Regions from separate parts of the Mus musculus genome. Here regions 1, 2, 3, 4, 5 and 7 are each linked to region 6. A link is a contact called in public Hi-C, HiChIP or PLAC-seq and promoter capture Hi-C data. All regions are on one chromosome and are shown on one strand. Each heading gives the region's core, a stretch centred on a gene start, on an enhancer-like site or on the middle of the called end of the contact. The rest is flanking DNA. Distances are from core to core; before and after follow the strand shown. Region 1 overlaps Gm30472 (a long non-coding RNA gene). Region 2 holds the start of Fam163a (family with sequence similarity 163, member A). Region 3 overlaps Gm30568 (a long non-coding RNA gene). Region 4 holds the start of Tdrd5 (tudor domain containing 5). Region 5 overlaps Tdrd5 (tudor domain containing 5). Region 6 holds the start of Tor3a (torsin family 3, member A). Region 7 has its middle 28 kb from the start of Gm30472.

Region 1 (2,835 bases), core at 238-2,737, 450 kb after region 6:
ACAACTTAGAGCCATTTGGGAAGAGAGAGCCTCAACTTAGAAGATTCTTCTCTTAGTCGGGGTTTCTATTCCTGCACGAACATCATGACCAAGAATCAAATTGGGGAGGAAAGGGTTTATTCAGCTTACACTTCCACATTGCTGTTCATCACCAAAGGAAGTCAGGACTGGAACTCAAGCAGGTCAGGAAGCAGGAGCTGATGCAGAGGCCATGGAGCGATATTACTCACTGGCTTGCTTCCTCTGGATTGCTCAGCTTGCTCTCTTATAGAACCCAAAACTATCAGGCCAGAGATGGTACTACCCACAATGGGCCTGCCCCCCTTGGTCACCAACTGAGAAAATGCCCCACAGTTGGATCTCATGGAGGCACTTCCCCAAATGTAGCTCCTTTCTCTGTGATAACTCCAGCCTGTGTCATGTTGACACACAAAACCAGCCAGTACAGCCATCTAGAACAGAGACCACAATCAACTTTATCAAATGCTTGACAAAATGTGAAGTGCAGACTAAATGATACACAGCAATGTGGCATGTGACCCCTGCAAGAAAAATACTGGGGACCTGGGATGGACGGTAGAGATAGGAACTTGAGGAAGAAGGTTGAAGAAGGGATTGGAAATGGGATGGTGTTAGGCAACTGACTCTACAGCTTTTCCTAGGGGTAGGTAGGGCAGCGGGACAGGTACTGGAGTGTTGCTGTGCAGGTCGGCCAAAATGGCACAGAGAACTCCTGAGCCCCGGGCCTGCCTCACTCTGCCACAAGTGCACAGACATATTCACACTTCCCGTGGTACCTTTGGCCAAGACAGACCACCAAAGTTCCTCTTCCAGGAATTACAACAGTCAACTGGCTGTCGGATGTATTTGTTACTGGCAAGATGAGGCTGGATGAAGCTCATTTTAGCCTGAAGAGTGCTTTGGAGGATGCTGTCATGGACCAGGCTTCCAGCAGCATCCAGCCTCTCTCCTTCTCTCTGCTGCTTCTGGCCCATCTTCAGGCCTATCACAGGACCCACGTGAGAGTACTCAGGCAACTTCTGGTCTCCAGGGAGGTTTTCTTGCATTTCCATCCATCCTGTGACAATTTTAGAAAGACATACTTATGTGACTGTTTGCTTTTTGTGGGTTTGTCTGTGAGATGCCACTACCTAGAGCACACAGGTGGCCAAGACTTTGCCACAAGGATAGAATGACAAAGCAGTCAAAGAGGTCAGCTGCTCTAGTAGAGGGGAGAGTTAAATGGCTTTTGTCCTTAAGCCACTATTGTTTCAAGACCTGGACTTTTGTGTAGTATGGAAGACCTGTTGGAGAATTGGATTAGCATGTCAGGCATGCCAGCTTATTTCCATAATCCCAGTACTGGTGAGAGATGAATGAGGCTGGACGATTAGAACAAGTTCTCAGGCAGTCTGGGACCCAGAGTTAGGCCCCATCTCAAAACACAAGGCCGAACAGAGCACACTAGCAAGTCCTCTCACACGCTTATCAGTTTGTGCGCAGTTGGCCAGCTGTAGTTCCAGGAAGGCATTCCTTTCTCATCTCCAGGGCACCAGGGCTGGGATGGGGGGAGGGGTGTCTGTTTCTCTTCCTGCCAGCATCCTGAGATCCCGTGGTTTCTCTTCCTTGAAATATATTTGTTCCTCAAATCCCTCCGATGATCTCTGCTAATGGAATGCTCTACGGTGTGTGTCTGTGTGCACTAGTGCATGTGTTCAGTACACATTCCCATCGGTTACTGCTTTGCGTTGAAACTCACTTGTTTCAAATGGTTGTGGCTTATTCAGTCAACTGTATTCAGATCTCCACCCTCCAGCTTCTCTGAATTCCCTTCGGATGAGTATGGGATGTAGACATTCCAGTTTCATTTTAATCCATTGCTGCATGGATCACAAGAGCCAGCCAGGTGAAAGTCCATTCAGTACAAAGACAAAGTAGTCACAATCCAGGGCGGTGCAAGCAGTGGGCACGGGGAGGTGGGGGGCATTGGGCTGAGGACATGATGGAGAGAGAGTCACCAGGCTGGGCAGGTCTGAGAAGGAGTCTCCCGTGCCTTTAACATTTGTCTCTTGCTGTGGAGCCACAGTGGCTTCTTCCTGAGCTGGCCTGGTTTTACAGATGGGTAGGACTGGCATTGTAACACCACTGCCCCTGTCACTCCTTGCATACGGAGATCTCCCATCTCCGCCTCCAACAGGGGTTTGCTGTGGAGACAGCTGAGCTCGCAGCTCCTGGAAGTGCCCAGCAAAGTTCACCTCTGTCCTCCTTTCCTGTTCTCAGAGTGCTTTCAGCCCCATTCCCATTCTTTCCTCTTTTTTTTTTCTTCCAACCTCTGTTTCTATGAAAAGATTAATCTTTATGGTTCAGCTCTCTGAACCAAAGTGCTGATAGAGGGAGAGGCGGCGAGTGGGTGCTTCCCCGCACTGCTTCGGGGTGCTGCGCTCCTGCTTTTTAATCTTGCTGCTGTCAAGCTCCATTAGGAGGTCTGAGCATCAGCCTCCTACCTTTGGGGCCTGGCCTTCCATCAGCCCTGGCTGAAATAAGGGCAGTGCTTGAGATTGGTATAAAAAATGACGGGCCGTGGGTTCCAAAGAGCAGGACTGTAACTCAGTACCTCTCTGGGCTGGTCCCCTCACATGCCACAGGAGACCCTCTGTCCTCCCAGGGTGGTGACAGCCTCTGGTGGAAGCTGTCAGGATGCCATGTGCAGTCAGCCACAGCAGCAGCACACCAGGGCTAAGCAATGGGTTTCCTCTCCTGAGAGCATGGAATGGTGCTGGTAGAAACAAGCCCCCACCTAACGTAAGTGAAGACATCAGCTCGGGCACAAAGGTC
Region 2 (3,086 bases), core at 7-2,506, 470 kb after region 6:
GTACACAGAGGAAATGTGGGCTGCATATTTAAAACCTGTGAAGAGAAAGTAATGAGGTTCTGAACTACAGAAGTTCCCCTGCAGGGGCGGGGTGGAGGGGGAATGAGATGAGTAGTCTACCCTGGTGACATCTTTCTTATTCCTTGATCGGATCACACTGGGGACCTATCATGTCTCGTGTTTGGAATTTCATTTTGGTTTCTCAAATCTGCGGTCTTTCCCTCGAACCACTCAGACTATGCAGGATGTGAAGAAGAAAACATCCTGACTGTAGTGGGGGAAAAAGCCGAGCTTATCCTGCAGGACCCAGCTTCTCCTTCCTCTGAATCGTCAGGGTTTGTGAAACAAGCCTGTGAAGTGGGTAGGATTCTGAGAAAGGAATTCTGGCCTGAGAAGCTTTGGCTAGGCTAACTTCCTTCCCTCTCCTCCTGTCCTGTTCTCCAAGGAAACCTTCCAACGACTACCAGCACAATTTTCCTGTTTGGGGTACAGTTCACAGGCACCTCTCAGTTGTAAAGCACTTGTTGCCAAGTCTGACCACCTGAGTTTAATCCCTGGGACCCACAGGGTGTAAGGAAAGAACTGATTCCAGCAAGGCTATAGTATGGACATCTACATATACATGCATGCATGCATGCATACATACATACATACATACATACATACATACATACATGTAAAAAAATTAAGGAGACATCAGTAAAGAAATCCCTATCATCACTAACGTTCCTCTTGTCTCTTTCCTGACAGATCTGACACGCACATACTCTAACTCTGCCCCCTCCACGAGGGACCTCAGCTGTCACTAGACTCCCTGGCCTAGATGTGCCTTGAAGGTAGCTGTTGAGGTGATCCCCCTTCAGTGGACAGCTACGCACTCTGGCGCCTAAACTCTCTTTCGAGATTTTCCATTCTGGACCCCGTCTGCAGCTCCCTAAGTCCCCACTACTGAGTCATCCCTGGAGAGCCCCGACTGCTGGGCTCTGTGTTTCTTGGGCTAAAAGGCTGCGAACCTGAGTGAGAGATTTTTCTGGACCATCACTCCAGCTGACCCATCACCCCACTAAGAGCAATCCTCCTTGCGGGTTGGGGATTCTCTCAGGACACCCTCTAGCTCCTATCACCTGCCCCCATCCTCGGCCACCTGGAGGAGCCAGGAGATTCAAGGTTGGGTACCCAGCCAGTGCTCTCAGAGCCGGGGCGGGCAGAGCAGCCTCACGTGGGCCGGCAGGGCCACCGGCGCTGGGAGGAAGGCGCGCAGAGTCCAGGGCAGCGCTGAGTGGGAGCCACGGCAAGAGCCACGGCGGAGAGAAGCCCGGACCCGGGGACCCAGGAGGCAATTTCCTACGCAGAGGGAGTGAGGCGGCGCGGCGGAGCAGCAGACGGATCTCTGGGCTCGGTGCGTGGATGTGCCCGGCGCTAGAGCGCTGTCGGGGGCGCCTGAACACCTAGGTAAGCGCGCCCCGGCGCCGCCTTGCGCAGAGCACCCGCCTTAACCGGGCTCCGCGTCCTGGCTCCCGCAGCAGCTCCTAGAGGCGCTGGTGGGAGGCTGCGGGCTGCCGGCCCCTGGAGCCCCTCGCTTCCACCGGTCCTCACCGATCAGCCCCTCACCACTTTCCCTGCTCCGGCCTTCTTTCATGGGGATGCGGAGGCTGAGCCTTGGTGCTGGCGACACTCTGGGACCCTAGGAGACCACTCGCAGGGCAAGCGACACTGGATGTCCCCCCCACCCCGATCTCCTAGGCAATGGGTGGGTGCGGGGGGTTGGAGAGCGCTGCCCTGCTCATGGGCAGCCGTCGGTTGATGCCTCCAGGTTCCAGCAGGCTTGCTAGAGATTTTCCTGAAGTTTTACGAAATAATGAGGGCAGAGGTGCTTCAAGGGGCGGGATGTGTGGGCACAACAACGGGAGGGAGTTCGAGGACAGTTGTCTTTGCCAGAGACTCCGGGTCCAGGGCAGCCGGAGGTTCCTGGCTGTTTAGAGGTCCAGCTCCCTGCCAGGTTCATTGCCTGCTTGCTTCTGGACCCCCGGAACCATCTCTTGTATCTGCATCCCTGACCCTGTGTCAGTCGCAAGGAAGCTTCAGCTAGTGGCATTAAGGCTTGACCCAAATAGAGACCAGGGACCAAGGGACAAAGTCTTGGAGTCTGCTGCTGGGTCCTGGTCACCCCAAGCTTTACTGCTAATGTTGGTGCTCTACAAGACTCCCTAGAAGGGTGGTGTCCTCAGAGCTCTGAGACCCAGAAGACAAAGAAGAAAAGCCGGAAAGAAACATAAGAACTATCAGCTCCCAGGGCTATTCATCCCCTTTGATTGTGACTGGGGAGTGGGGGAGGGCATTGTTTTTGTTTGTTTTGGTGTTTGGTCTCGCCAGGACATTCCTTTTCTCTGCGTGGACCTGTGGGGCCCTGGACATTTGTGCTTCTTAACAGGTTTGATGTGGCAGGTAACCAATTCAGACCCATTCTCTAGGTTTTCCATTCTGTGAGGACAGCAGACCCTCTCCTCGTTCAGGACCACATTACTGGCCTGACTGTAGGAGAACAGGAACTGGGGGTCTTTCAAGTAGGCTGAGGGGTTCCAGGGAGGCAACCCGGTAACTGGCAGGGATTGATGTGTGCCGTGGGATCTCTGGATCCTGCCTGTGTCAGAGCCGGTCCCAGGAGAGACAATTCCAGACACAATAGGAGGAAGTATGAGAAAACATTGATGGGTGACAGATACTTCACTAAAGAGCCCCTGGGCTTTGCAGTCTTCGGAGAAAAGACAGCCCCTTTCCATTACTAAAGAAGTTTTGGAAGTCACAGAGGTTTTAATCCTGTTCTTTTCATTCCAGCCATAGGTGAACCAAAGGAAAGAAGGAACAAAGGCACACTCTGATAACTTCTAATTCCCCAGCCTCCTCTCCCAGCCCCCATTGCAGGAGAGGCGCTAAGCCGGCATGCAGAGGCGGGTCACTGTCAGTATCCAGAGAGAAACCAAATGTGGGCTCCTGATGGTTCAGATGTGCATTAGGCGAATCCCCATCAGCACTCTCTCAGTTCCCTGCCCACTCCAGGAACGTGCTCATAATTTCCACCATCCTAG
Region 3 (2,792 bases), core at 54-2,553, 400 kb before region 6:
TCTACTCAAAACACTCAGGACAATCTATCCCACCCGTCCTTTGATTCTTCTTCCCTTATTTACACACCCAAATTCACCAGCAATTTCCATTCTTCCGATTCGAACCTCACCTGACTCTACGACTTTCGCGCGCGCGCGCGCGCGCGTGTGTGTGTGTGTGTGTGTGTGTGTATGTGTGCGCGCGCGCGCACGCGCACGCGTTGTATGTGTTCATTTGTTTGCACGTGTATGCATGAGCACGTGAGAGGTCAGAGGTTGGGGGAAGAGCTTGGATCACTGGGGTGTACTCTTAAGGAGACCCAAGGTCCCCAGCTTTTGCCATGAGATGCCATGCTGCTTTACCACGGCCTCAGGACGCAGCCCCACCTCTGAGGGCCCAAACCTCTGAAACAGCAGAATGAGTCTTCCCGAGGCTCCCACCCACTGCAGAACTGGATACCAGGTGGAGTGGCGATCTAGGCCGGCTCTCCTCGCTGAGTGCCACTCTGGCCGCCAGGTGGCGCTGCAGCACACTGGGGTGTTGCAGAGATGCACTTGTGGCTGCCTGAGTTCCGGTGCCAGCTGGCAGCATCCTCCGCCTAGGAGAGGATTCCCTTCTTTTCACTGTTCCCGTAGGTAGGCAAAGTTAGCAACGTAGAATAACCCTTCTCTTCTTGAAGGCTGAAAAAGAAAAGCCAGGAGCCCTTGGCATGGCCACCCTTGCAGGAGGCAGGTGTGGATGAGTCGCTTCCACTCAATGGGCATCCAGGACTAGAGTAAAGGGCAAGGACGGCTTGGAGACTAATCGCTGCCTGTGTGTAATGTTTAACCCAGAGCCGCAAGCTTCCATGTAGTAATAGTAATAGTCCTGAAGACGTCCAACTCTACCCTGGGCTGCCAGTGAACTGGCCTAGGACATGGGAAGTAGTGAGAATTTGAAGTCCATTGACATAAGTGTCACTAGCTGTACTATTGGCATTACCGCCACTGCCGTTTCTTTTCCCTGGAGGCAAGGGGAAGGCGTTTCAGGAATAACATTGGTTTATTCCTAGCATAAGAACCAGAGGAATGATAGTGCTGTGTGTTCTGGGCCACTTTTTTTTTGGTTTTTCTAGACAGGATTTCTCTGTATAGTCCTGGCTGATCCTGGAACTCACTCTGTAGACCAGGCTGGCCTCGAACTCAGAAATCCACCTGCCTCTGCCTCCTGAGTGCTGGGATTAAAGGCGTGCGCCACCACGCCCGGCTCTGGGCCACTATTCTAATGTGTTGTGTCCTGAAGTATGCCCTGGGAGAATGCCAGGATCAAGGCATGCATGCAGTTCCGATATCGCCCACGAGGTGGCGCAGGCCCCTGCGCTCTGTCCTGGGATTACAGAATTGATTTTAGCTAGGCTGGGCCAGTGAGTTAAATCGAGCACTAGACAGGCGTTTGGGGTCGTAGGCAAGTGAAGAGCTGTCTCCGCCCCCCCCCCCCCCCTTGGATTTGAGTCTCACAGAACAGTCACGGAGACCATTAGTTTTCCCAGGCCTCAGATGGACCAGAAGTGGGTTCAGGAGGGTGATGGGGTGAGATGACACAGTGGATCTGTAGTCAAAGCTAGACCTTAGGGTCAACTTTTGCTTTGATCTCTTGGCTGTATACCGCTTACTTCCAGAGCACCATCTCTGGGTTCTGACGCTTCTGGATCCATTTATAGCCTTTTTGTCCCCTTCCTGAGCCCTGGCAGTTTCCCCTCCTCCCCCTCCTCCCCCTCCTCCCCTTCCTCCTCCTCCTCCTCGCCCTCTTCCCCCTCCTCCCCTGCTTGGCCTCTCTGGTCAAGTGAGTGAGCCCGTCAGAAAACAGTATCCTTATTAGTGTTGAGACCTCCAACACCAGACAAATCCTGCTGTAAGGAAATCCCCGCTCCCTCCCATTCTCAGAACCTGTGTCCTGGGACTTCAATTCTTTTTCTTAAGCGCAGTTTTGCTCTGAGCCAGAGGTGTCTCCTCCAGTTCTCTGAGCCTCAGAAATCCCAGACCTCAGGGCTGTCAATCACTATTTCTTTATTCAGCATACCTTTTGAGGAATCAGAATAGATTCCTCCACCCCAACCCCGTTGGGTAGCGGTGATGGAAGCTAGGGTCTTCTACATGCTGGATAAGCTACAGTCAGCTACAGCCTCAGGCCTTGACTAATAAAGATTGATTTATTTAATGTATGTGAGTACACTGTCACTGTCTTTAGACAACCAGATGAGGGCTTTGGATCCCAATATAGATGGCTGTGAGCCACCATGTGGTTGCTGGGAATTGAACTCAGGACCTCTGAGAAAGTAGCCACTGCTCTTAACCACTGAGCCATCCCTCCAGCCTGCGATTTTTTTTTTTTTTAATTAGAAAATGCCTCAATATCTTTATCTATGGGTAAAAGTTTACAGTCACTTGTCTGGGTACTTTTCTCTCGCAGCGTGCTCTTCCTTATAGAATAGAAGGTTGGCTGATGAGCCAAGACTTCCAGTCTGGGGGTTTTATTTTTTGCATGATGAAAGCAATGTGGTATCATGGCCCTGCTAGCACAAGGAGTGATCTCTGGGGAAATGAGTCACCAGCACCTCCCTCCGGGTGGCTGTCCTCCCCCACCCTGGGGACGGGATGCACTGTACAGGAGGGAATCTTTGCAAGGCATTAACAATCTGGAGACAGAATGCAGCAACCAGGCCAGCCTGGCCTGTTGTTTTCACGCTTTGAGGGAGAAGTGAGAAATGCAAACCGGTCTCTTCACCTTCCCCGCAAATACAGGGCAGCCTTGCGCTAAGTCTCCTCTGATTTCA
Region 4 (3,106 bases), core at 517-3,016, 370 kb after region 6:
GTTACAGGCTGCATAAGGTTTCTTCCTTGACTTCCCCAGTGATTGATTGTAACATGGAATTGTGAGCTAAAATAAGCCCCCTTTACCCTGGTTGTTTTTTGTCAGGGTGCTTTATCTTTTATCGCAACAACAGAAATAAAACTAGAATATTATTCATCGATTGTTCTATTACAGCCTGCATCAAAGCCAGGCATTTTGACCCACACCGTAATCTGTCCATAGTAGAGGCAGGAGAATTCCAAGTTTGACGACAGCCTGAGCAACGTAATAAGACTTGCTCCAAAAAAGGAAAAAGTTAACTTTCTCAGTAGGAATAAAATATAGTTAACCTATACAGACTTCTTGGTGCTAGGTGTGTTACATTTGTTACCGCAGATCATTGGTATGAGAATCTGAGGTGATATCCTTTTTAAGGGAGTCATCCAGTGTGCTATTTCCTGAAAACATTTTAACTCCACTCTCTTAATGTTGGCTTGCCAATGGAAAAAGATTCATCTGGGTAGGTTTTACTCCAATGGCAATCTAATTAACACTGTTTTAGAGATAGCTGTTCATACCTAAAATCTCCATTCCTTTTCTCCTAGGCTTTGTGTAAGAAGGGATTTTTGTTTTAGTTAGTTCCGAGGACTCAATGGGCCCTTAAAAATATGAAGACGTGTTCCTTCTAAAACTTGTCATTGAAATGCTGCAGTATTTGGGTCCATTTTTCATTTTAGGATGTTCTGTTAATCTACTTATCAGCTACAACTGCTCTACTATAAACCGAAGATATAAATCCTTTCTAGTTTTAGTTTTTTAGGGATTCTTTAATAGTCCTCATTCATTGATGGTACATTTTGTTCTCTTGGAATATTCACTTACGGGTTTTAGGCAAGAATGGCTTAGGGATCCCGCCCCCTTTATGCAACCGGCCAGTCTCCAGCTGGGGCTTTCCTCTCTCCACCTCCAGAGAGCTAGGCTCAACAGGTGTGCATCACCCCACCTAGTTTCCGGCCTCTTAAGTTGAATCCTTTGAGTATCTTTTAGGTTGTCCATTTAAGAGTGCATACAGTTAAGGGAAAGGTATTCATATCCTGCATTTCTACTTGCTAGTTTTTGAGGACTCCTGTCAATCTAGTTTACTCTACAAATCCAGCAAACATATCCAAATGAAATTATCCTCCATAGTCTCCCACTTCTCTTCTTTCCATTGCTCCTGGGATGTTCTTCATTCCAAAAGTCCGTCCATCCATCCATTCCTCTCTTCTAGGAGTCAAAGTCGCTTTAAGGTCAGCAGTAATTCTCAAGAATCAGACTCGCTCTTAATTTTTTCCCCCAAATAAGCGCAGACCTACGGGGGCGAGGCGAGCTTCCGGCGGGGCGGGGCGGGGTGGGGGGCACTAGTCCTGGATCCGCAGGATCCGCATGTGCCTCCGCCGCGGTCCCCGCCCCCCGCAGGTGCCTGGGGGCGGGGCGGGGCGGGGCCGGGCGGCGCCGCAGGGCTCAGGTGGAGGGTGGTCCAGCGGCACCTGCGTCTTCCCGCGGCTTCGGGAGGAGGTAGATGCGGCGGGTTGTAGCGCCGTCCCAGAGGGGGAGCCGGTCCTCGGCCTCACCCGCACCCACACGCTAGGTCTCCGCTAACCGTCACACCGGCCGCGCCCGCTCGCGTGGAACGTGGCGCACCGGACCGGACGGCCCGCAGTGCGCAGGCGCGCGAGACCCTCGCCGGCTCAGCTTCTCCGCGGCCCTCCCGGAGCGTCCCGGACCTGCGGCGCGCAACGGCAGCGCGGGTGCGAGGGAGCGAGGCGGGCGAGCCGCAGCCAGGTAGTGGCGGGCCGCAGAGGGATACGCTACCGCGGTCCTCAGCATGACTCAGATCACGGGAAGAGCACGGGGCAGACGGGAGGACCAGCTGAAGGAGGGAGGGACCCCGGGACCCCCACCCTTCCCGAGTCCATGGAGGCGACCAGGCGGTCTGCGATCCGCTCACGCTTCTCCTGGTCACTCATGCACCGCGACCCTTGGTTCCCAAAGACCGGCTGAGAGATTCCATCTGATACTGAGCAGCAGCGGGGAATGACACCCTCTAAGGAACTTGAGATCACCCTTTAAGCTTCCTTATTAGCCGGGCCCAGTTGGGACTTAATGCCAGCCAGCTGCGAGGATTGGGAGGGCTCATCCCTACAAGCTGAGCTTTGGAGTTTGTAGTGAGTGTGGCCAGAGAGCTTGTGCTGCAGGAGCCTTGGAACACTTAGGGTATTGCTTTAAGCCTTATCGCCTGTAAAACTCACATCTGAGTTTTTATATAACATGGCTGGTCGTTAAAAGGTTTTTGCGTGGTGGCGCACGCCTTTAATCCCAGCACTCTGGAGGCAGAGGCAGCGGATTTCTGAGTTCGAGGCCAGCCTGGTCTACAGAGTGAGTTCCAGGACAGCCAGGGCTGGTTTGTTTGTTTGCTTGGTTGCTTATGGGTTTTGTTCTGTCCTGGTTTAACCACTTTCAAGAGCATTTTCCCCCCCTTCAATCCTGTAGCACGATGTCTGAACAAGAGCGTATACAGGACTGTCTGAGGAAAGAGATAAGGTCCCTTCTTATTTCCACTAAGGATGGTTTGACTCCACAACAGTTGGAAAAGGAGTACCTTTTGATGGTTGGCAACCATCTCCCGCTCCGAATCCTTGGATATCGGTCCACTATGGAACTGGTGTTGGATATGCCCGATGTGGTTAGTGTCTGCCCCGGTGGGGATGGTACCGTAATACTGAAAGGTAGGTTTAAGACTTTGGAAGGTCTACATGAGCCTTTACAGTTAAGATGTACCACTAAGTACAATATCCCGTATCCCAGGGCGGAGGATTTTAACTGGGGTGATAGTCATGGGTACCTTTGAGGTTGTTGGGGGAAGTGAGAGCAAAGGAAAGCCAAAACAGCTTCCCAAATCCCCATTCCTAAGTTCCTAACACTCATTTTAAATTTCACTAGGCACAAATTAGTGACACTTCCAGACCCTGATTAGCAGTAAAACATCTTCCAGCTGGTAGAGGAGTTGGGAAGCTTTTATTGGTCAGAATGTCAGAAATGATGGACCCAACAGCTTTGTCTTACTCTACCTACATACACAGCTCTG
Region 5 (2,919 bases), core at 16-2,515, 410 kb after region 6:
ATTTTACTGCGGCCCGGTTGGTTTTGCTACTGTTTTGATCCAATCCTTTCTTAGTATTCTCCTATTTCTTATTTGGAATAGAGGGTTTACCCCTGTGCTATTATAAAGTGTATATATATCTTTTTGTTTGGTTGGTTTTTGCTTTTTGAGACAGGATCTTACTATATACCTCCAGCTGCCCTGGGACTCACAGAGATGCACCTGTCTCTGGATCCTTAACTTCATTTTTTTTTTTTTTTGCAGGGTTCAAAGCCGAGAGTTTTTGAGATATGGGTGCTGTAGCCCCTAGGTGGCTTTCATAGTGAGTCCCCATGTCTGCTGGCATACCGTGTGACACAAAATAGAGAATCCTAGCAAACTAGTGGAACCTTAGAATGAGCCCGGAACAGGGCAGTGGCTGCCCCCCATCCTGCCCCCCATCTTTACAGAAGTCCCCTCAAGTGCTGGCAGCCTGGCACCTCCCCATAGTGACAGTGGGGGAGTTGGCTACTCCAGAGCTTCTGTCAGTTCCCATTGGTTCAAAGGCTGTATGATACACGCTCGCTGCTGTGCAGTAGGTAGATCAGCACCTCACTGCTGGCCTCCGGAGTCTGTTCTAGGGTTGGTGACTCTGCCTCTTACCCCCTCCTGGATCCTGGTTCCCACAGGAGGTTTTTGGTTTGTATTTTTGAGCAGCTGGAGAACAGTTAAGGCTTTGCAGACTCTTGAAGGCAGACTGGATGTGGTTTTGCATGATATAGACAGGAGATTGGGATCTAAAATGCCCCTCAACAGCCACGTGCCAAAAACAGTTTGGTTGCTCACACGTGGTATTATTGTAAGTTAGTAGAAGCCTCATGAGGTAGGCTGTCTTTGTTTATTTGTTTGTTTGTTTATTATATGTAATACACGGTAGCTATCTTCAGACACACCAGAAGAGGGCATCAGATCTCATTACAGATGGTTGTGAGCCACCATGTGGTTGCTGGGAATTGAACTCAGGACCTCTGGAAGAGCAGTCAGTGCTCTTAACCTCTGAGCCATCTCTCCAGTCCTTCCCACTAAACTTCATTCCACTGGGAGTGAACAGTCCCCTCCCTTACATGCTTCACTGGCGTGATAACCTGTCCCCCTCAGGGCCACATCTGTAGCAGCAATTGACCTTCGACTAAAACTCTGAAACCATGAGTCAAGAGGAAGTTTTCTTCCTTTTGAATTCTCTTAGAAATTTGGTCTGAGTAATGGGAAGCTGACTAACACAAACCCTTCTTTCTTCCTCTTTATTCCACATGTTGAACTTTCCAAAAGTCGCTCTAGCGGATGAGAGAGAGCGGTTGTCTGAGTCCTGGGCGCAGGGCAGGCAGGCTGGAGATGCCGTTGTTTCTACGCCAACTTTGATCTCATGCTCCTGTTCCCATCCACCTCTGCTCTCTTAGCATAAGAGCTTTGTTTCTGCTTTTGCTCTTTGAAAGCTCCTGCGCTTACGTGTTATGTATATGTGGTGGCCTCTCAGCTCTCCCCACTGTACACTCGGGCCTGGGATCGGTTAGGACCCCTTAGTCAGTTATGGAGGCTTTTCTACACCCAGGGAGTAGATGGCCTTGCCTCCTCTCCCAGTCTCTCTCATAGGCATTGCCCTTAAATGTCTTTGCCTTTATTTCTTTGGCAAATCGGGGAACAAAATGTAATAAATTGTGTATTAAACTTGTATCCACTCAGAGCCAGGAAAAAAATTGTGCATTTAAGTTTTAAAAATGTGTTTATGTTTGGAAATAAAAACAACAGTACTTGTTTGTCCTGTGGTCTGTTTCAGGATGAGGTCCCTACTGGAATGCCATGCCTGGAGTCAGTGACCATAGGTGACGATGTTTGGGATGAGAACTGGCTCCCTCTACAGGCCAAAATGGGGAAGGCAGGGAGTCCTGCCTCCCAGCTGTTTACTTCAAACCTTGTTGGGAAGAAACAATATCAGACAGGTGGAGAAATGGCACAAAAGGTTAGAGTCTTATGATAACAAGCAGCAGATCAACTGCTGACAAAGGAAATTTAAACCCGGTAGACCAGGCTTCTAGAAAGTTGTAAATGCTGGAATTGAGAAGGAATTGTCAGGCCATAGTTGAAAATGATCTGTGGTTGGTTTTTAAGTGGGTAAGCACTAAGGTGCTCAGGAACTGTCTCGCTAGGCGATGGTGTGTGTCCATTCACGAGGCCCAAGGATTGAAGGTGTTTACTGCAGACTTTAGGAAAGATGTCACTGATGGAAATCAGCATCCCTCTTGCTGCTTAGAACACACTGTGTCCTTGTCCTGTTGGAAGTCCACACCCCCTCTTGTTGTTTACAGCACACTGCTCCCTCGCTGTCACCTTACCTTGCTTTGTGATCTTGTGGCACTGCGTTGTGATTTACTGTTGCACGCTTTTCTTTATAGGACTGGTGTTTTTCTACATCTAAAGATATATGGGATGATTCCTGGCAGCCCTTAGGCCTTGCGAATGATGTGAAAGGAGGAATTCACACACCAGAAGGGCCCATTGCTCAAGAAAAAAATACCAGCACAACCCGAATTCAACAGGTAGAGCCCAGTTGGAATTATTATAACCAGTTCATGATTTATCACTTTGATTCTTAGAAATTGTGGTTAATGTATGCCCTTCTGCATCTGTTAATCAAGGCAGCCACCCACAGACATACCCATAGGCCCACCTGATCTCAGCAGTCCTTCAGTCAAGGCAGTCTGGTCTTAGCTCACTTTCATTCTTGCTCCAGTCCTCTCTGGCTTTCACTCCTAAGACCTTCGACTGAGGTGAGAGCCTGTTGCGTTTGCTTCCCACCTTGGTAAGCAAGGCTCAGACTCCACTGCCTGCCTTTCAGCCTGCCCACTGCTGTTCTCTGTAGGTTTTCTAGATGCTCACTTGATGAATTGGCAGCCTTGGACGTGC
Region 6 (2,861 bases), core at 102-2,601:
ACAAATGGTGCTGATAAACTGGATATCCACATAGAAGACTGATTTCTGCTGTCTCTCACCCAACATAGCAATCAGTTCAAAGTGAACTGGTCTACCAAGTGAGTTCTAGGACAGCCAGGGCTACACAGAGAAACCTTGTCTCGAAAACAAAACAGGCAAACAAAAAATCCAAACAATAACAAAAACCCATAGTATGTTAGACTGTCATGCATGCTCAGATATTTATTTTACTTATTTACAAATTTTATTTATTTATTTTATTTATTTATTTACAACTAAGTGTAAAGAAGTGGGTCAGTTTCCTGCCACCTTGGCAAGCACCCGAGAGTTATCAAAGAAACAGTTTATTTGGTTCATAACCTTGAAGGTCAAGTTCACTACTTACAGACCTCTGGGAAAGGTGGGCAGAGTGCATCGTGGCGGGAGCAATTGGTAGAACAAAACTGCTCACCCACAATTCTCTTTCAAGAACATGCCCCCACCCCAGTAACCCAAAGACCTCCACTAGGGCTCACTTCTAATTTCCACCACCTTCCTCCTGATGCCAAGCTGGGAACCAAGCCTGAGTTTTTGGTGTTTTCTAAATATTGACAGGGTCTCACTATGTAACTGTAGCTGGCTTGGCACTCAGTATGTAGACAAGGCTAGCTTTGAACTCAGAGAGCTGTGCCTGCCTCTGCCTCTGCCTCCTGGTGCATCTGATCAGGTTTTAAAACCTAGCTATGCGTGGGCAAGTACTTAGCCTAACATCTGTAATTCTCACATGATACAATTTCCTCTTAACCCGGGGTTTTCCCGAACTCAAATACCATCCTACCCTACTTCTTGCTTCTGCTAGACTGGCATCCATGAAAGCCTGCTGCTGCTCACTGCTCTCTACTGTTTCATTTTCCTCTTTAGAGGACCAGGCCACCCAGCTCTCCACTGCTCACACTCTTCGGACTGCTTCTGCACCCAGCTGACTCCCCTGACAACAAAAAAACGCTCCCTGCTCAGACGGTTTCATCACCCTCCTGTTGGCAGAAAGCTGACCTACGAGGGCAGGGCACCAAAAGGGGTTCTTATGTGGGAGGCGCAGCTGAATGGCTGGCAGTGGCCATTTCGTGGCCACTTGAGGCCACAGGCATGCCCCAGAATAGCCTGCATCCCGAGGGGCAGACAGGGGCTCAGGATTCCTGCAGTCCGGGACACCAGTTTGAGTTTCATTTCGGATGGGTCTCTGGTCTGAATCGAAACTTGGTTCCATTAGGATGGGTTGCTCAGTCAGCCTCTGCGAGGGCGGAGCGGTCACCACGGCGACGCCAATCCTGGGCCGCGCCGGCTGGTGGGTGTCGATGAGTCCTGGGTCCCGGGACTCTTGGAGGCGGAAGCGCTCGCTCCGGTCATGTTTCTTGGCGCTCTCTGGTTGCTGCTGCTCCTGCCGCTGCGCCCCCCGGGAGCGCAGGGCCAGGAGGCCGACGAGCCCACCCCTTGGCCGAGCGTCAAAGGCCTGAAGGAGCAGCTGAGGAAGGCCGGTGCCCTCTCCAAACGGTACTGGGAGCTTTTCAGCTGCACCTTGTGGCCCGATCACTGTGAAGACCAGGAGACCCCCGTGCCGCCTCTGGGTAAGAGCGGTCCCCGCCGCCGACCCCTCGCTCACCTGCCAGTCTCACTCTTAAGCACTGCGTACTGCAGGCCTGCATCAGGGGCCTGGTCACTGCACCCCACCTCCGCACGACTCTAGGTGCAGCCCCTAGGGACAACTAAAGGTCTGGCTGCTCTGCCGCCCCTCACCTGCCCTGATTTCTCTAGACACTCAAGCCTCCCCATTCTTGCTCGCTTTATTGATGATGGTTTAAGGAAAGCCGTTTGTAGACATACTTGGTGATTGTCCCAACCCCAGATACTTTCACTTCTAAGGCTTAGAGAGGAAGCGCTGGGGCGTACGAGGGAACCTGGCTGTGAGTTGGGACCTGAACTCTGGTTTGGGCGCTGTCACACTGAGAAACCTCAGGACTGTCTCTCTTGTCCCTATCTTGCCATCTCATAGCATTTCCTTTCCAGGCTGGAGCCTTCCTCTGTGGGGCCGGCGGTCGCTGGATGTGCTCACTGCATGGCTCTGTCGCTTTCAGGACTGCTGCAGCGGCGGCGGCGATTGCAGGATCTCCAACAACTTGACAGGTTGGAGCTGACGTGATTTTCAGGGTTCAGGTATCTGGGGGAGGGGGTTGGTGAGTATGGAGAAGCGACTGGTGAGAAACCTACCCCTCACGGGTCTGCAATTATTTGAGGACCTCTCTGACAAGACTTTGAACTCCACGATTTCCAGAAAGGACACTCTCCAACAATAGGGACGACAAAACAGCAGCACTGATAGTGCCCTTAGCGGATGTTACATTATACCAACTAGGAAAAGTGCCCAAATACTTGCTATGTGGCTGTTTTCAAAATACTAGTCCTCAGGAGAGCCAGGCAAGTACTTCATCCCTCAGCCCTCCTGGGTTTTTGTTGTTTGTTTTGTTTGTTTGTTTTTTAGAGTATGGAGATACTTAGTGATTTGTTTATAAAAAGATTAAGAAGTTTAAGATATGTTCTATGGGGTTGTGGGGAGGTATGGAAAGGGGGTGCCTCAGTGGGCCCATGCCAAGGCATCCCTTCCCGCTGAAGGGCCAGCAGGGGAAGAAAGGGGAGTTAAGAGGGTAGTAGAGGCAGAGGAAGGAGAGAGAGACAGAGACGGAGAGGCCGGCCTTGAGCACGTGGAGAGAGGGGGAAGGGAAGGGGGAAGCGAAGAGCCCAAGAGAGAAGCAAGCGGGAAGCAAGAGTAAGTAAGGGAGGAGGGGTAAGCAGCCCCTTTTACAAAGGGTCAGGCCTTTGTGGGGAGG
Region 7 (2,730 bases), core at 172-2,671, 430 kb after region 6:
TCTCCTTCCTGCTTCTGGAGCCCCCTTTCCTCTCTAGCACCTCATGCGGTAAGCCACTGTGCCAGATCAAGGCTTAGCCCTCAGGCCGCTGTCCTGGGAATACACTGAGAACTACAGTGCTGTGAAGTCAGTCTCATCTGAAATGGGCCGAAACGAAGACTGCGACCTAGGTTGGACTGATGGACACTGAAATCATATATTCTTTTATCGCCCCCGTAGCATCCTCCCACTGCGTGCTGACCAAATTTGATGTGAGCCTTGTATCGGAATCTGTATAGCTTTTGGCACTACTCACAGCAAGGAGCTAATGTTGGCCCTGGGCGGTGTGGCAACATATTCCCAGAAGCCCAGAGCTGCTCTCAAGGTTTGCTCACAGAACAGCAGCTGGACAAGAAAAAAGGAATAGCTGCTAAAACCTTAGCACACTGTACTTCCTTTTGTATTTGAAAGGTGACAGTAGAGCATCAGGTGGCCTGACAAAAGGACAGGGAGCCTTGGTGGCACTGCCCAGCGTGTGCTCTGTCCCTCTGCACCCATGGGACAAGCTGCACTCCCTCTGGAGCAGCAGGTCCGTGATGGAGAGGGGTTAAAAGCGGCTTTAAAGACCTCGTGGGACTTCAGTGTGGCGATTGTAAGCCCAAGAATTCACTGAATTCCTCCTGAGAGCAGACTTTGTGAGTAGAACAGCCAAATTATGGCTTGTTTCCCTCTAAGGGTCAAGCAAGTGGAGCCTTTTCGAGGCTGTGTTTGTCGTTTCTTGCTGCTAGATGGCGCTCGAGGACAAGCACTCTGCGGCCGCGCCAGCAAGTGCAGGTACCTACCATTGCACTATAGAAAATCGAATTTAGCATGCAGCTTGGAGCTTCTCTACTCCAATTATTCATTTTTAACCTGGAAAAGTAGTTAAAGCGACTTCCAAGTGAGTTCTTTGGGAATAGAGCTTTAGGGTAATTCTCATAGGGTCATCTTCCCACGGTTTCAATTTATTTTCTAATTTTACTCTATGCAAAATAGCCAGAGCATTCCCCCTTTACAGAAATTGGCAATAAACTGTGACTTTATTCCTTGGAAGAAGTGGGAAAACCCTAACAAGGCTCTAATTACACTAACCAAGACAGCTCAGTCAAAAGAAAATCTATGGCCATCTTCCGTTAGGACTAAGGCTGGTACATTGTAGAATTCTAGCAGGAAGAATATAAAATTCTCACAGTTCAGGCATGCCTGTGAATCTCCAAAAGGATTTTCTCAGGCTGAGAATACAGCTACATGTAGAACACATACTTTGCACATATGAAGTAGCCAAGGCTCTGGGGAATAGGGGTGGAAGGGGGAGTGTTCTTACTTTGTGGTGTCCTGGCTAGGAGAACCTGCAGGAACTCTATATTGTGTGATAGAGGATCTAGTGCTTGTCCTCTAGCGCCACCTAGCAGCAAGAGAAAGGCAAAACCCAATTCCAACAATGATATGTTACATTATGTTACAGTATAAGGCAGACAATGACCACATGTTACAATATGTTACAGTGTAAGAGAGCCGAGGCACAAGAGTTAAGTATCTTGCCCAAATGTGGCAGAGATTAATACTGTGTCATAGTGAGGTTAGTATGGCTTTACTAGGCACTTATTACATAAATTTATTAGAGTTCTCCAGAGGAACAGAGCCAATAGGATGAATATATCCAGAAAGGGAAGTTATGCTGGCTTACCTGTATGGTCTGGGTAGTCCAGCAATGGCTGCCTTCACATTGGAGAGAGTGAGCATCTGCTAACCACTTGGTCTATGAGGCTGGATTCCTGGGACCAGCAGGTCTTCAGACCACAGAGGAGGAGGGCTAAAGATGCTGGGCTTTAGTGTCCAAAGAGAATGGAGGCAGCAGTGCAGGCAGAAATGATAGAATAATGGACAATGGGAAGGCAAGAAGGAAAAAAAGAAAAAGAAAACCACAAAGCCTACCCATCAGTCCTTGTATCTAGGCTGCCACTGAAAGGTGTCCCTAATTCAGGGCAGGTCTACTACTTACTTCAGTTGCTGTAATTAAGGCACACCCTGTAGGCTGCCCATTACTCATTTTAGCTAGATAATCCCAGACAGATGTGCCCAGAGCTTGTCTCGGATGATTCTAGATCCTGCCATGTTGATGATATGACCTATCACAATTGACATACTTTCTATGTTTTCCATTTTCCCAACACTCCTACTACAGTTCCATTTTTATAGGTGACTTGAGCATCAGAAAGGTAAGTACTCTCTACCCAGGAGTCACATTCAGAAAGTAGTGGCGGGCTCCAAACAGGTGGCATTTCTCCAGCCAGTCACCTGAACCGCATTCTCTACATGTCTCCAGTCCCCTCTTTAAACCCTTCTGATTCCACCCACGACACTACCAAAACTGTGTCTGCCAAGGTCTCATGAGATTGCCACATCACCCAGCCCACCAGTCAGCCCCCCCACCATGTCCTGCTTCCCCAACCTACTCCCCCAACCCCATCCCCTGATCATCCCTCCTTGTCCCCCACCAATGTCATCCCGCCCTACCTGTCGGCACATGACTGCCTGACCACACTTCCTCCTGATATCCTTCGTTTCCAGGACCTCCCTTCCACCTTTAGAATTTCTTCTCTTGCTCAAGCCCTAGCATCTTTCAAGGTCCTCTTTTCCTTTCCTTCTTAACGCTTGAGGGCGCCTTAGCAAGAGTCTCCATGCTCTGGCTTTAATCATGGCCCCTAAGCT

Evidence for each region. Promoter capture Hi-C pulls out the DNA fragments that hold promoters and counts their contacts. Hi-C and Micro-C count contacts between places; a contact is called where the count stands out from the background. HiChIP or PLAC-seq counts read pairs in DNA pulled down with a chosen protein or histone mark.
Region 1: a FOXA1 HiChIP or PLAC-seq map of pancreatic cancer cells shows a contact between it and region 6. The contact joins the enhancer-like site here to the promoter of Tor3a in region 6. A contact is called at or near these places in 3 of 39 promoter capture datasets (the 3T3-L1 cell line, frontonasal cranial neural crest and pre-B cells), 1 of 484 Hi-C or Micro-C datasets (growing oocytes) and 1 of 115 datasets of contacts at active chromatin or transcription factors (pancreatic cancer cells).
Region 2: a promoter capture Hi-C map of hippocampal neurons shows a contact between it and region 6, with 3 times the contacts expected there. The contact joins the promoter of Fam163a here to the promoter of Tor3a in region 6. A contact is called at or near these places in 3 of 39 promoter capture datasets (frontonasal cranial neural crest, hippocampal neurons and pre-B cells).
Region 3: a contact with region 6 is called in a Hi-C map of pancreatic cancer cells, with 4 times the contacts expected there. The contact joins the enhancer-like site here to the promoter of Tor3a in region 6. A contact is called at or near these places in 11 of 39 promoter capture datasets (the 3T3-L1 cell line, the C10 cell line, the HPC-7 cell line and 7 more), 4 of 15 datasets of contacts at CTCF or cohesin (the NIH/3T3 cell line, embryonic stem cells and large pre-B cells), 6 of 484 Hi-C or Micro-C datasets (B cells, the N1E-115 cell line, embryonic stem cells and 2 more), 16 of 115 datasets of contacts at active chromatin or transcription factors (the 230-238 cell line, embryonic basal ganglia, embryonic forebrain and 9 more) and 2 of 9 other capture datasets (adipose tissue and liver).
Region 4: an H3K4me3 HiChIP or PLAC-seq map of embryonic stem cells shows a contact between it and region 6, with 10 read pairs. The contact joins the promoter of Tdrd5 here to the promoter of Tor3a in region 6. A contact is called at or near these places in 3 of 115 datasets of contacts at active chromatin or transcription factors (embryonic stem cells, extraembryonic endoderm stem cells and stem cell-derived neural progenitor cells) and 1 of 9 other capture datasets (pancreatic islet).
Region 5: an H3K4me3 HiChIP or PLAC-seq map of bone marrow-derived macrophages shows a contact between it and region 6, with 2.8 times the contacts expected there. The contact joins the enhancer-like site here to the promoter of Tor3a in region 6. A contact is called at or near these places in 13 of 39 promoter capture datasets (the 3T3-L1 cell line, 3T3-L1-derived adipocytes, the HPC-7 cell line and 8 more), 6 of 484 Hi-C or Micro-C datasets (cerebellar granule neurons, cerebellum, embryonic stem cells and 2 more) and 5 of 115 datasets of contacts at active chromatin or transcription factors (bone marrow-derived macrophages, cardiomyocytes, extraembryonic endoderm stem cells and 2 more).
Region 7: a contact with region 6 is called in an H3K4me3 HiChIP or PLAC-seq map of the SCID.adh cell line, with 8 times the contacts expected there. The contact joins the enhancer-like site here to the promoter of Tor3a in region 6. A contact is called at or near these places in 12 of 39 promoter capture datasets (the 3T3-L1 cell line, 3T3-L1-derived adipocytes, the HPC-7 cell line and 7 more), 2 of 484 Hi-C or Micro-C datasets (cerebellum and growing oocytes), 6 of 115 datasets of contacts at active chromatin or transcription factors (the 230-238 cell line, the SCID.adh cell line, epiblast stem cells and 3 more) and 1 of 9 other capture datasets (embryonic stem cells).

The regions. Positions count from the first base shown.
Region 1 is chr1:156,221,528-156,224,362 of GRCm38.p6, reverse strand. Gm30472 (a long non-coding RNA gene) reads right to left here. Exons shown (of 3, transcript XR_865656.1): 2 at 798-1,078; 3 at 416-452. Among named protein-coding and RNA genes, the nearest start is that of Gm30472, 9.8 kb to the right of the region's middle. Within about 2 kb of position 1,487, at least 66 of the 459 cell types and tissues checked have an H3K27ac peak or open chromatin away from gene starts, as enhancers often do. A contact at or near this core is called in pancreatic cancer cells, where this site is marked.
Region 2 is chr1:156,203,196-156,206,281 of GRCm38.p6, reverse strand. It overlaps Fam163a (family with sequence similarity 163, member A), which reads left to right and starts at 1,256. Exons shown (of 5, transcript NM_177838.3): 1 at 1,256-1,452.
Region 3 is chr1:157,074,977-157,077,768 of GRCm38.p6, reverse strand. All of the region lies in intron 1 of Gm30568 (a long non-coding RNA gene), which reads left to right. Among named protein-coding and RNA genes, the nearest start is that of Gm30568, 5.3 kb to the left of the region's middle. Within about 2 kb of position 1,303, at least 55 of the 459 cell types and tissues checked have an H3K27ac peak or open chromatin away from gene starts, as enhancers often do. A contact at or near this core is called in the 230-238 cell line, B cells, the HPC-7 cell line and 3 more, where this site is marked.
Region 4 is chr1:156,302,008-156,305,113 of GRCm38.p6, reverse strand. It overlaps Tdrd5 (tudor domain containing 5), which reads left to right and starts at 1,766. Exons shown (of 18, transcript NM_001134741.1): 1 at 1,766-1,803; 2 at 2,512-2,747. The coding sequence starts at 2,516.
Region 5 is chr1:156,262,462-156,265,380 of GRCm38.p6, reverse strand. It overlaps Tdrd5 (tudor domain containing 5), which reads left to right. Exons shown (of 18, transcript NM_001134741.1): 15 at 1,793-1,975; 16 at 2,409-2,552. Among named protein-coding and RNA genes, the nearest start is that of Tdrd5, 39 kb to the left of the region's middle. Within about 2 kb of position 1,265, at least 23 of the 459 cell types and tissues checked have an H3K27ac peak or open chromatin away from gene starts, as enhancers often do. A contact at or near this core is called in bone marrow-derived macrophages and trophoblast stem cells, where this site is marked.
Region 6 is chr1:156,672,829-156,675,689 of GRCm38.p6, reverse strand. Tor3a (torsin family 3, member A) reads left to right here and starts at 1,351. Exons shown (of 6, transcript NM_023141.2): 1 at 1,351-1,604; 2 at 2,044-2,160. The coding sequence starts at 1,385.
Region 7 is chr1:156,239,957-156,242,686 of GRCm38.p6, reverse strand. No RefSeq gene overlaps it. Among named protein-coding and RNA genes, the nearest start is that of Gm30472, 28 kb to the right of the region's middle. Within about 2 kb of position 1,421, at least 16 of the 459 cell types and tissues checked have an H3K27ac peak or open chromatin away from gene starts, as enhancers often do. A contact at or near this core is called in the SCID.adh cell line, where this site is marked.